Regions from separate parts of the Astyanax mexicanus genome. Here region 2 is linked to region 1. Evidence: chromatin contacts called from public Hi-C data. All regions are on one chromosome and are shown on one strand. Each heading gives the region's core, a stretch centred on a gene start, on an enhancer-like site or on the middle of the called end of the contact. The rest is flanking DNA. Distances are from core to core; before and after follow the strand shown. Region 1 holds the start of net1 (neuroepithelial cell transforming 1). Region 2 holds the start of asb13a.2 (ankyrin repeat and SOCS box containing 13a, tandem duplicate 2).

Region 1 (7,005 bases), core at 4,036-6,535:
AAACAAGGCCAGGTAAAATGTAGGGATCATATCACAATAGAATAAATGTACCACAAGATGTTAACAGATGCCTGTGAAAGAGAATCTGATACAGGTGAGAGAAAAAGAAAGACTGGAGAATAATGGCCTTAAGGCAGGTAGGAATTTTGACATGAACAGCATTCTGAGGTCTGATCAAAGAAAACACTGGATGAGCGCAAACTGCTCGTGGGTGAAGGTGTGGGCGGTGGCTAGGACTAAAGCTTATGAGAAAACACTGCAGTCTTCTCAGGAAGCTTTACAATGCGCTGGGGCTGGTATGATCGGCATGGTCCCTGTAAGTATTCCAGGACACACACACTCACATTCAGGTGTTTACAATAGATCCCACTTGCCCACAACCACGTAACAGCCAAGGGACACATCCAACACACTCCAGAGTTACAGATGACAAAAGAATCCAAAGAGCATGAAGTGTGAACCATGCTCATTAAAAAAAACCTGTGTGACGAAGTTTACTGCCAACCATACCTCTATTTTGCATTCTCCATTAAAATGAACGCCCTCAGAGAAATAGTATGATGAAAGAATCAAAGTGTGGAAACGTTTCCTGTAGAAGATACCAATAAGGTATAAGTTTGACATCACTGTCTATGAACCACCCGAGGGGTTGCAATTACACCATGTATGTTTAAAGACAACAGAAGAGCATTTATTAAGTCTATAGACCTAGAACACAGGCTAGGACATTCAGTATTAGAAATATAATTAAAACACAATAAAGAAATGTACTGTCGGTAATTTAGTGTACTGTAAATATACATTATGGACAAAAGAACTGGGACAACAGTTCTTATCCTGCTGATATCCTGTCTTTTTCTAACAGATCCTGGTGCACCACTGTCCGCTGTGAGGATTTGATAGCATTCAGTAATAAAAAAAGTGTTAGTGAGGTCAGGATGTTCACCCGAACTCATCCCAAAAGTACTTACAGAACACAATCATTCCAGCTCAGTGTTGAGGGGCTTTACACCCCTCAAGCAGAGTTAAATTAGGGCTATGTTTTTGGGCAGAAACTGGCAATAAGATAGTATCAGGATACACATTTTACGATATATCGCAGTACTGTAAGTATTGTGATATACAGAGATTTTTAAAAGCAAAAATCATATTTATAAAACTGTGAGTAAAACGTAAGACTAACTCTGTATACACACAGAACAGTTGGATCTAAAGACTGATTTTAAACACTGCCATCAAACCCAGACAGGGGTTTAACTTCTTAACTCTAGGGTAATAATTTTTGTAATTAATTATTTGGAAGCTAATCAATTTACTACACTTTACTAAACAGTGTTTAAGGGGTTAAACAACACAAAATCAAATCACACTCTTCTCCCTATTTTTGCAAGTAAACCATTGAAAATTAACACTATTTTTGAGAATCTATACAGTATTGCTAAATGTATTATCACAATCCTACAATATATCAATATTCCACCTCTAAACAAACCTGTTGAAGGCAACATAGCTCTTCTGAGACACATTATTAGATTCCACTTAGCTGAGCTACCCCTTTCTCTCTCTTAAAATATGCCCATCCATCTAACACTGTAGGATTAAGATTTTGTTAACACCTGGTCACTTAAATGTGACCTGTGTCTGGATTGTATCTGATAAGATTTTACCAACTGCACTTACACTTTGTAGTTAATTGTGTTTCCGGTTGCAATAACATGTCTTACAAGGCATTTATAATCCATGCCTGGTATTAGGCATGGTGAAAATAAATGGATGTATATCTGCTTCAAAAGAGTCATATTCTATTGGCAGTACTTCTATACTGGAAAACAATATTGTATGTTTATTTCCAGATCTGTGTCAGCAATCCGGGAACCTTAAAGTACCGGTAGCTGAGAGTACACAAACCCCTTCAATCTAACAATTGATATTTATGTGAAATGTAATAATGACTAAGGATAACTGAGACTATCCCTAAATGACTAACGATAGCTAACAAAATGACCGAATAGCCTTTTCTTGTGTGCGCAAGAGCATAGTTAAAACACAAGTAGCTTCTGCTGATATCATAGACATACTAGTGGGGTAGATTACACAATACCACCATAAGGGTGTGTAGAGAGCACGTCTTGTTATGAGTGATTCCAAAGAACCTGCCATCCAGACACACACATTACAGCGGGGAAATCATTAGGAGAGCATGGAGGTGCCTTGCTGAAAAATTTACACCTTTCTAGTAATTTGAAATCAAAACTTCAGTACTGCATCCTATGTCAAATCTACACTGGAAATAACTCATTGTTTAAGAGAATGATTATTCTTCACATAATTAATGTTAAGTAAGGTAGAGAGCATGTATTCTTATAAGTGTTATACATTTTCATGCAAAATGAATCCTTATTGCAGCTAATATTCAGAGATATTGACCAGTCAACAGAGTAGGGCTGCAACTAATTATTATTTTGATAGTCGACTAATCTGATGATTATTTTTTCGATCAGTCAATGATTATTTCTGCCATGTCCCCATCTCTAAAAACGGTAGGGAGAACAGTAGAACAAGAGATTTAAAAGGCATTTAATGTCTAAATGTTGTGGAAAGTACTAATATTTAGTTATTAAATATGTAATCTGTTGTGTTTGGGCACTTTTGGAGACACAGAATAAGTGTGTAATAAGAGTGTAAACTGTGTGAGTGAGCCTTTTACCCATCTCCCATACAAATTAACAATTAGTCGACAAATTTACATAATCGACATTGTCGATCATATTGACTAACCATTGCAGCCCTACAACACAGGCATGGGATAAATCTTACCTAAAAGTAAGGGACATTTAGGGCTTTCAATTAGGGCTGCATGATATTGGAAAAAAAACATTTCTTGAAAAATATTTTGTTGTTCTATGATATACATTGCAATATAAAAAAATGAAATAGTAAATTTGTACATATATTTAATCCAATAGTAGATATTTTGCCTACATTGGATATGTCACCGTCACAGCCTTTATCTGCTCATTCATGCATCATTAAATCAAAGAAATGTATAGTTAGAACTCAAGAGGTCTGGTGAGCTAAATGAGAGCACAAAAGAATTCATGTTAAAAATCACAAGAATTATCCACTCTGACTGCACCACAATACACGTATACAAGTATTTTTTAGCATGCTCAATTCAATTACACAATCTTACACAATCTATTTGGATGCTTAAACCGTTCTAGCTCTTTACCACTGTACTGATTTAGCTGCCTACATCCCAGTTAGGTACAGATCTTTGAACCAGGTGTAACCGGTGCTGTGAGTGATGGCCCAGGCTCAAAATTCGGTCTGACCAAAAGGAAAAAAAATGTTGGTATCAGTTCAAAACAAGCAAACCAGTGTTCATTTTAAATGGTTCTATACATCACCAAAAATCATAATCAATACACATTTATAACCTCTTTTTCAGTTTTATCTGGAACTTTAACTGTTCAGACTGTAGCTCTGCTGACATTTGGGAAGTCAAAGGTTGTGTGGGGATTGGCAGGAGGTACTGAAAGCACCCAACCAACACGAAAGAGGAAACCAGCAGCTTTGCCAATGTAAACTCTTCCCTACTTATCTTAGAACTTAAGAGAACAGCTTTTCTTCATGCTATTCCTGCTCTTTCACAGGACTTACTGGAGAAATCTGGCTAAAAAGAGAAGTTACCATGTTTGGATAAGTTTTGGACATGAACTCTTGCCATATTGCCATATTACAGAGAGCATCATTACATTTGTTTCAGAAAGATTAGAGAAACATAGCAAATTCTCACTAACCATATTTCCTTTAATCAAGCTGCACTCTTTCTGTAATTTGGGAAATATTTATAAGCAAGACGGTTATGTCAGTGTGTTATCTTTACAGACAGGACCAACTTACAGCTGCCTCTGAAGCACAGGCTCATTAATGATGTATTCTAATCAGTGTGAATTGAGCTCCACCGTGTGGGGGAACAGAAGAACTACAGAACATGAAAATATCAGTATTTAAAATGAAAATCCTGTATGACTTGCAAAATGTACAGTGTTTCCGTTACAAGCACAAACTTACTTTAACATTCTAATGGCTGGTTAAGTAGCAGAGTTTAATGAGCAGATTCTTACGCTGCACTAGCTTGTAAACAAGTATGTAAAAGTGTAATCAATCACATTACAGTGTTGAGGGAATATTTACTGCTGATCACAAACAGAATATCTAACTTCCGCAATTGCATATTTACGCAATTGCACATTTACAAAAAACAGTAGTAATAGTAGTAGTAGTTTTATTACAAAAATAAAAAATGCAGTATCTTAGTGCAAATCATTAAGTGAATAAAACTGGTGATGTTGTTATAGTGGCACCTTTCATGCAGTAAGCACAGGACTTTAAGGATCTGCTGCTAACAAATTGGTGCCATATATCATGGGACAGGTTTAGAGCTCATTTAGAGGCTATGCTAAAACATAACGTTTTCTCGGCACAAGAGGTAACGTAAATACACAATACTGGGCAGGTGTTTCTAATGTTATGTCTAATCAATGTGTATACACTAACAGCTAGTGTTTTTTAAATGTAGATAATGAAGTAGCGAACTACAAAAAGTTACCATCTAACCCAACACTATATCTAGCTACCTGCTGGATAGTTTATTATTGTTAGTTAGTTAGATAGCTAACTAATTAATTGTCTCAACCAAGCTTATAAGGAAGGAAAGTCTAAATTTGTGTGCGAGAGAACAGCGAGGCCTAGACATAAACAGGCTACGGCTAGTAAGTTAGCTAGCTAAGCTAGTTAGCCAAGTTGCTAAAACAGCTGTCGAATATGGTTGATTTATGTACCAGTTAGCCAGCAGCTAAGTTACTTAGATAGCCTAGCTCATGTGTTAGCTAGTTAGCGAGCTAACTTCAAAACACAGCTAGCTACGTAACTAGAATTCTGCACATAAAGAATAAAGAAGTCATATTTTGTTAGTTAACTAAGAGGAGCCTGCTGGCTGAGCGGCTGGCTGCCCTGTCCCCTCACCGTCTCCGGTCGCTGCTCCCGGGGGACTCGGGCTCCGCGTCCGCCACAACAGACTTTCTCCGCAGACTCGCTTTCCTCTTCGGCCTCTTATTTGCAGCAGCGGGCGGCGCAGTCTGTGGCTCATCTATGTCCTCCATTGAAAATAACAGACCTAAAAATGCGGTGCGCTGTAAACAAAGCCGGAGCTGAAATGTAAACTAACCGAATTATTATAAACGGATATGGGAGTAATATTAGTGAATGAAAGCGGGGGGAAGGGAATGTATTCAAACGGACACCGAAAAGGTTTGAATATGGCGGAACCTTGAATTCTGACCAATAGGGAAGAAGATAGGGCCAGGGTTGCTACGATACGGGCTGGAATGGGCGGAGTCACGCGGGCGTCTTCTCTGTCTGCAGAGCAGCGGATTTAAAGCAGCAGTTTCAGACCAACGGTACTCTGCGCATGCGTTAACACTTGCTTCGTTTTTGTTATGCTACCTTCAAGCTGTGTCGAAAATATTTTTATATCTCGTATTTACAAGATAAGAGCACATGAACGCCACCACAAACTCGTATTTACCAGTGGGAAACACATATTTTTAGACCAGGCCGGAGTTTCCCAGTTGGGGGCGTGTCAGTAACAAGAGATAAATAAATTAATTACATTTATTTAAATTAATAAATACATTAAATAAATTGATGCAGACAGTTCGTAATGTAAACCGCTTAACACTTGCAGTTTGTTATAAGCTAACTAATAAAATCACTAGCAATACATGAAAAATAAGTGTAAAAGTCTAATATTATTTACGGTTCTAATGGGATAAAAAAAATCACTCAACTAATGCGAGTCATATTCGTCTTATGTAAGTACGAATTTTCGATGATGACTTGAAGGCAGCATATTCTGGTGAACACTTTAATAGTTTTAGGAGGTATTACGATCATTTAGGACAAAAAAAACGTTCTTTTAATGCAGGCTAATTATCACACATATTAGGCTTATGTGTCCTGACTTATCTCTCAATTACCCTTGAATTTAACTACTTACACTTACTTATACATCTACATACCAGAATTAATTATTCACCTCTAATATGCAATACATATGATGTATAATGTATAACTTTGCTGCAATATTTTATATTTACTATGGTTTCCATGCCAATATTTATGATGTCCTCTTCTGTCTTATACTGCTTGTCTATTTATTTTACTATTTATTGTAAATTTATGGACACTTATATTCTTTTTCCGAGCTGTGACTTCAAATGTCCTAAATGTGTGAGTTATAAAGGTTATGACTTAATCATAGATGTGTTTTGGGTGTAATGTGAAACAAACCAATCACCGTTTCACTTGCCAGAGGCAGGTGTGCTCTGACTTTGGCACGTTGGTATCTTAACAGTGCAGTGCTTTGCGCATCTCAGCAGAGGATTACTGGCCTGCACATTCATGCTTTGAAGGTGCGCCCACAGGTAATTTCCAGGAACAGCAATGTTATTTTATTTCGTTTTATGTTTATTGTTGATATAAAAGCTGGATTGGCTTCAGAGAGGCAGATGTAGAAACTAGCAGCAGTCAGATTCATCCAGAGGTGTTTTTAAGGGAAAGAGGGATCATTAAAATGTGTGATAAATAGCAAGTATGGTGTATGAGTGTGAGAACAGAGCTAATACTGTGAGTTCTTCTGCTGGGTAAGAGAAAGAGTTGGCAAATAAACCCCACAGCTTCTCCAGCTTCTCATGCCTGGTTAAGAAGGATAAAGTGAAGAGTCCCAGAGGATGTGATCATGCATATTGGGCCAAACATCCTCTTTAACCATTTATCAGATCTCTGTTAATTTGTTCTGAGCAAGGCATCACATTCCACACAGTGTTTTCAGTCAATCAGACCATGCCTAGAGTAATATTCACACACGCCACTCTTTCTTCTCCAGCCCTTATGGGTAATTACAGTGGTTTTGTAATATAACCTAACTGATGTTCTTTA
Region 2 (7,620 bases), core at 4,685-7,184, 150 kb before region 1:
AAGTATTTTTTATAATTATGTGCAAAAACTCAGACGGCCTCTCGAGCAGAAGTGTGTAGGAGACGGAAAAACTGTAACATTAATGAGCTGGTAAGGCAGAAGAAATCCTCAAATAATTTTAAGCCGCACTCACCAACTGAGTTGAATTGATGCATTGTGTTTTACTACAGATTGGTGCTTTAACTAGTTACTGAACTGTAGCTAGCAACGTATGTCCTAACCTTGCTTTGCAAATGTAAGGGAAGTATCAAGCACATGAAATGTATATAATCTTCTTCTCCTTCAAGTATTGCTCATTCAGCCTCTGATTATATACACATTTTTTGCTAAAAAGACAAATGAGAAAACTGCATTAATTTGACATAACTGACCTTTTAGCTGTAAATTGTGCGGCTGAAAATTGGAAGGACGGAGCTTGGGGCTTTTCCAGCAATTGCCTTTACATCTCTGTTGTGAGGGGCAGTGCTTGATTCTCAGGCCATTTGGTCAGAGGCTGGCACATGTCAACGGGAAAGCTACTTAACCGTATAAGTCTGTGAGAGCTGCTTTGAACACTGTGCTTTAGAGGAACTGTCTCTCTGGCTGGTTTTGGTTGCAGAGAGAGAAGCTCTTAAAAGCAGATGAGAAAAGTGGCCTAGTTCTGCTTTATATCTCTGTTGCGTTAGTAAGGACCAAATGTCTGCTGCAGTATTGACATGACGGGGGCCCTGTGCGAAATGTCATCAGTGTTTTAAACAACCAAGAACTGTGCTGAGCAAAATGGGGCTTAAATGATTTCTGTACTGCGAAGTAAAATGTTATCTTGTGAAAATCGTTGTCTGACCTTTATTTCTGAATTGTAGCTCCACACGGCTGCATTTACCTAGCCGCCACCAGGGGGGTTTACAGCTGAAAACCTTCTGCCGTATGCCTCTGTTATTGCACACAGAATAATAATGTAGTTATGAAAGGAACTGAAATGTGTGTTTGTCTGCAATGGCCCTATTTTTACAGCTTTTTTTAGATTTTATTTTACAAAAACTCCCTTCAAAACTTGTTCTATAGGGGTAAATTTGATTCAGTTAACAGGCTCGTAAAAATGGTATTGTTAATGCACACACTAATTGAAATGGAAAAACTATTTATATACTTTCAGTGAGAATTTAAATACATGATTAAGTATGATAAAGCAAACTAATGGACAACCACCCCAAACACACACACTTTTATCTTTTTCTCTCTCTCTTCCTCTCTCTCTCTCTCTCTCTCATATGTATCTCATATATATCTTTAGAGACCACTAAGTTAGTGAAATGATGCAGGGCTATACAGAAACACCAGAACACTTTTTTTTTTTCTTCAAAGAAGCAAAAAAAAAAACAAAAAAACAGCTCACATGTCATTCATTCATTCATACTAGAGACACAATTATACATTTTAAATGAATTTAAAACAATGCAATGAGATTATTTTGAAGTTCCAGACAGCTGGAGGGTATTCCACTAAGAAAGCTAACTTTTTTTTAATTATTATTATTTTATATATATATATATATATATATATATATATATATATATATATATATATATATATATAAATTAGTTAGTTAGTTAGTATGCACTATAAGCTTTTCTCATAAGTGGCATCCCCCTCCCCCCTTACCTTACTTTTACGTTTATACTTTACGTAGTTTTGAAACCAGTACAGTACTTACACTTGCATAAAAATAAAAATATTTAATTGGTACTTCAACCTCTATGGAAGTTTAAACGGTAGTATTTGTACTTCTACCTGAGTAATTATTGTGAGTAATTTTGAGACCTGGGGGAGTAACATTCAGGCACAAGTATGCAACTGCTGCAAATGTATATATTTATTATAAGTATAGTTAAATAATCATTAATTGTAAGAATATGTTAAATGCTTTACCACCAAAACCGTATGATTATTTGAATAGCTCATCCTTTTCTAATCTTGAACAACTTCAAAGGAACTACATTTCCCAGGATCCATTGCGCTCGTAAGCGCATGTTTCACGGATCATGTGAATCTTCATCTAAAAATAAAGTGAGTTTTACTCGTCTGCATGTATAAACATCCAGCGTGTGTGTGGTAATATTGCACTGAGCCAAACATGGATTTAACTGCGGCTAGACAGACGTTTTATGGAGATATAGGTAAGTGGAGTTCTCAAGTTAATATTTAGTTATTAACTAGGTCCCCTCTTCACTGACTTCAATGCAATGTTTATGGGATGTTAATCCACGTTATTATCTATAGTTCTATATAGAGTGATACTGTTCAGGCCGTTGCTGTGTATATATTCCCCTGTTTTATTGTATTTACCCGGGTTAGTGCTGTGTTTATCTCAGGTTTCTGGGCGGACCGCACTCCTGTACATGAAGCTGCTTCTCTAGGCCGGGTTCTGCAGCTCAGACAGCTGCTGGATGGAGGGGCTCTGGTGAACACAGTGACGGTGGATAACATCACCCCCCTACACGATGCCTGCATCCAGGCCCACCCGCAGTGCGTGCGCCTGTTGCTGAACGCCGGAGCGCAGGTGCAGTCAGCACTACTGAATAACACATGGCGGATTAATACTAGCTAGATTAACTAGTTAAGTGTATACTCGTGCATCTAAAAAAAAAAAAAAGATCATAAAAAAAATTACTTTATTTCAGCAATTCAGTTCAAAATGTGAAATTCATAAATTATATAGATTTATTACACACAGAGTATGATCTATTTTAAGCATTTATTTCCTTTACTATTGATATAAGACCAATTGGTACTTTTGGCAGTGTAGGAAATGTGCCAAGGCCTGCCGGAAAATGAAATCCGCATCTCCATAAAAGTTGTCAGTAGCAGAGGGAAGCATAAAGTGCTGTAAGATTTTGTGGGAAAACAAAACTGCACTGACTTTAGACTTGATAATAAAGCACAGTGGATCAACACCAGCAGATGACATGTCTCTCCAAACCATCACTGATTGGTGGAAACTTCACACTAGACCTCAAGCAGTTTGGACTGTGTCTCTCTCCGCTTTTCCTCCAGACTCAAGTCCCTTGATTTCCAAATTAAATGCAAAATTCACTGATGGCCAGTGATGGTTTGGAGAAATATGTCATCTGCTGGTGTTGATCCACTGTGTTATATCAAGATCAAAGTCAGTGCATTGATGGAACCATGAATTCTGATATATATCTGAAGGAAAATGTCAGGACATCAAGGAATGGTTCAAGAAGAGTACATTTAATGTTTGAAAGCATTAACTTACCAAGTTCTAGGTGAAAGTCCTTACCTTATTTTAAACAAAACATTATAGGAAGAACCTGAAGCAAGCAGTTCTTTTGAAATTTACCAACTAAACGATTTCAGACCCCTCACTCCACCTGTCATGCTTTTAAGGTTGATGTGAGGAATATCCATGGTAGCACCCCTCTGTGCTATGCATGTGCAGCAGGCAGTGTGGAGTGTGTGAGGCTGCTTCTGGATCATGGTGCTTCAGTCAACCCCACCCTCACTGCCCTCACTGCCTCCCCACTCCACGAGGCCTGCATCCGAGGTAAGACCAATCAGAAGCAGTATTACAAACCCAGTGTGTGTGATCATAGTCCAGCTGTACAACTCATCTATGAGCAAACATAATCTATTGATCTAAATACTGGATGGATAAAAAGATATAGCAGAACAATAATAGCATGTTATGACTATAAATCATTAGCAGTTGTTTTGACAGAATAAATGATTCTGACATCCTTTAAATGTTTACTAATTTTTACTGTTTGATAGACCAATGTTATATTTGTTCTTAAGTGTGTCTATTCCCATTTGTTCATAAACCTCAGGAAAACAAAATACCATGAAAACGTTTTTTTGTATTATAACATCACACGTTTGCCATATCATCTATCTTAAAAATAAACCTGAAAGCCACACTACTCTTTAAAAATACCCTTAATAGTTTATGTATTTGGTCATATTAATTATGATTAACCATACTGTGCAATTTACAAGTAATTTCCCTTTGCTGTAATCTTTAATTAACTTTTAATTGCGTCTAAACCATTACCTGAGTTCTGATTTTTTCCAGAGCTGTATATGGATATCTCCGTTCATTAGAATCACTATGTTTGGTGCAGGTAATCCAGAGTGTGTAAAGCTGATATTATCAAGGGGAGCACAGCTGGAGGCGTTTGACATTTACTTCGGGACGCCGCTGCATGCAGCCTGTGCTAAAGAACATGTGGAATGTGCTCTGCTGCTCCTTAATGCAGGTGAGTATTTGATTGTACTATCTTATAAGGAACATTCAGACTATTTTATGCTCTATTATACATTAAAAATCTTACCTGCTTTGAAATGATCTCAATAATGTTTCTGAAAAGAATAAAAGCACTATGTTTAAAGGTGCCAGAGTGAATGCCATAAAGTTCCATGAGACAGCTCTCCATCATGCTGCGAAAGTGTGCCGGACGGACCTCATTGAGCTTCTGGTGGAGTTTGGGGGAAACATTTACGTCACAGATAATCTGGGTCGCAAACCCATAGACTACACCACTCCTGGCTCTCCAGCTCACCTCTGTCTACAGCACTTTGAAAGTGAGAGCACTGCCTGATTATAAAACTGTCTGTTTACTGGTTTTTTTGGCTTTGCAGGAAATAGAAAAAGGCTTCTTAACTTTTAATGTTTAATATCCAAAAATAAATGTATATATATATATAAAAAAATCATGGTGACTTTGTTCTGTTTTAAAAATATTTTTTTAAACCCAGATTGTTCAAAGCTATTCACATTAATTAATCCAAGTAACCCAAGCATTTACATGCATCTGTAACTCTTGTGTGTGTTTTCTACAGATATTCCTCTCTCTCTGCAGCAGCTGAGCCGTATTGCACTGAGGACAATGCTGGGAATCAGAGCTCTGCAGGTTGTGACCAAACTGGACATCTCACAGCGCATAATCAGTTACCTCTGTTATAAACAATGGTCCAGCACAACTGAATTATAATACTGTATTAAAGCTGAACACAATAATGCAAAGAGGAAAACGAGTCCATGGACTTTGTTTTTGCACTTTTAGCTGCTAAGGTCTTATAATGTGGTGCCATGAATGTTATGATTGTAATAATGTATAAATGTAATAAAAAATAAATATTAGTTTTTTTTTCTTTTGGCTTGGCATGACCGTGAGATAAATGTTATCAGAGAACTTCTAGAGAGGAGCATAACTGATCCTGAGGGATTACAACCCAAATGAATGGGTTTAAATGGAGGATTTGAGCAATGTTTGATCAATGTTTGAAATACTATTTTGCTTAACACAAAACAATAAAAAATTCCAGTACCACATAGATCATTTTAAAGCTTTTCAGTTCCACTTATAAGCCTTTAAACTTGATCTGGCTGTAACTCCAGAATATTCCAAGATGACAATGCCAGGATTCATCGGGCTGGAATTGTGAAAGAGTGGTTCAGAGATCATCATTTTCACACATGGATTGGGCATCACCTTAAACCCACTGAGAATTTTCAGGGTTTGTACTGGAGAAGACTTTGCGCAGCGGTCAGTCAGTCTCTACCATCATCAATGCTGCAAGATCTTGGTGAAAATTTAATGCAACAGTGGATTGAAAAAAATCTTGTCACATTGAAGAAGATTAAAGAAGAAACATTGGTTTTGAATCACAGTTTTCATGCATTTTGGCAAGTTATCCTCCACCAGTCTTACACACTGCTTTTGGATAGATTTGGTTTGATGGCTTGTAATCATCCATCTTGATTATATTCCAGAGTTTTTCAATTTTGTACAATCAGAGAAACAATGAATGTGCTGAAATCGAAGCTAAAGGCGGTCCAACCAAATATTAGAGTGTGTGACGTTTTTTTTGCCCGGGCAGTGTATAAAATGGGCAGGCTTTTTACACACCGGCTCTGATATGACTGCACTACAACTCCCATAATGCCTTGTCGGGTCGGAGCTGAAGCAGGAGCGACCACGTGGTACGCTTGCCGCATTTGTAAACACGGCATGTTTATAGCTACAGTATTCAGTGTAGCGGTGTTTTAAAGAGAATTTGGTTGGTTTTAGTCGGTATTTATTAGTTTAAGTAGGAGGATGGAGGTGGAAACAGCAGTGCCGTATTTCTTCGGTGATATCGGTGAGTCTGAGGGCACGGAGCTCGTTTATTCAGGACATTTATTGCAGCAGCGCCATGAGTGTTAGAGAAGCCGGTGTTGTGACGGCATGTGCTCATCTACTCACACTGCATGAGATTCAGCTGTCAGTACAGGCCTACTGCCAAAGTTAATAGATAATATACGCTCTAAAACGTACAGTTCTTTAGTTTATAATACTGTCACATCACGGTTTTGTATATGATCTCATTTAGAACACGCAGCTGTACACCTATTAGGCATAACATTATGACCACCTCCATGTTTCTACACTCATGTTTTCAGAGCTGGTATTATTTGGGTGGTGGGTCATTATTCTTAGCACTGTAGTGATACTGACATGGTGAAATGGTGGTTGTCTATGAGGTGCTAGTGTGGGATGTGCTTGTATAAGTGGATCAGATACAGCAGCAGTGATGCTGGAGTTTTTAAACACTGTGTTCACTCTCTGTCCTTTACTCTTTAGCCCTATCTGGACGGGATTAGTTTCTCAGGGGGTCCTGGTGTAATTTTTTTCTTTTATAGATTTTATTCCCGCACGGAACAACCATGTACCTGTTTTTCTCAGACGTCCGCTGAAAAAAATACAGGCTGAATTATCTACTGTTTTCCGCTGACCTCCGTGGTCCTCCGGTAATTTTAGTCCTGTCCAGACTCACATCTGAGTTTTTTGCCCATTGCCACACATGGTAATTACAATCCATGTTAACCAAACAGCCAGTGGAAACCAAGGAGCTACTGAACATGATGTCATGTGACCGAGAAAGCCAAAAAAACTCACTGGTCCTAGTTCTAACTTCTACTCAGTGATTTTTTGCTCAATGTGGCTTAGATCTGATTTTTTATGGCTTTGTGAACGTGCCAAATCTGAATTTTTCGAGGTCACTTTCATATGTGGTTTTAAATCGGATATGTATCCGATCCATGGACATGCGACATGTATGTGAACAGTTAAATAAGAATTTATGCATCTTTTTGCTCTTACGCATGTGCTACGTGCTTCTCTCTCGTACCCACACATCTCTTGGTGCAGCAGTGCATCTATAGCTGAAAAAACAGCAAAAGAAAACCGCCTGACCTTTTTCACCTCCTCAACTTAAGTATAACTTCAGACCAGCTTTTTATTCTCCACTCCAGCAAAAGATGCTCCACATATGAGCTGCCAGTGCATCAATTTCACCTTGTAAAGCTATGAGCCTCTCAAATATGGCGTTTTTTTGGTGAAGAAGGCCATGTATATACACGCATCAATGTGCACATGTGAGGCAGCGTTTCAGGGACAGATTCGTTCACATTCGTACTCACAGATACAGCTCACTTAGGTTTGTGAATGTGAACCGTCAAAATTCAGCAAATCTGATCTGAGTAAAAAATCGGATTTGAGCAATGTGCTTTTATTGTGAACATAACAATTTTTTTTTAGTTTGGGATCTTGTCTATAGTGAATTGTACATACTAGAAAT

What was found. A called contact is a pair of places that touch in the nucleus more often than the background predicts.
Region 2: a contact with region 1 is called in a Hi-C map of muscle, with 15 times the contacts expected there. The contact joins the promoter of asb13a.2 here to the promoter of net1 in region 1. A contact is called at or near these places in 2 of 3 Hi-C or Micro-C datasets (both in muscle).

The regions. Positions count from the first base shown.
Region 1 is chr2:8,472,356-8,479,360 of AstMex3_surface, reverse strand. net1 (neuroepithelial cell transforming 1) reads right to left here and starts at 5,285. Exons shown (of 10, transcript XM_015606657.3): 1 at 5,032-5,285. The coding sequence starts at 5,168.
Region 2 is chr2:8,625,336-8,632,955 of AstMex3_surface, reverse strand. It overlaps asb13a.2 (ankyrin repeat and SOCS box containing 13a, tandem duplicate 2), which reads left to right and starts at 5,934. Exons shown (of 7, transcript XM_049473302.1): 1 at 5,934-6,141. The coding sequence starts at 6,099. asb13a.1 (ankyrin repeat and SOCS box containing 13a, tandem duplicate 1) reads left to right here and starts at 1,624. Exons shown (of 6, transcript XM_007252400.4): 1 at 1,624-2,156; 2 at 2,352-2,539; 3 at 3,388-3,544; 4 at 4,122-4,256; 5 at 4,390-4,581; 6 at 4,840-5,140. The coding sequence starts at 2,114. The coding sequence ends at 4,991. gdi2 (GDP dissociation inhibitor 2) reads left to right here. Exons shown (of 11, transcript XM_007252402.4): 11 at 1-811.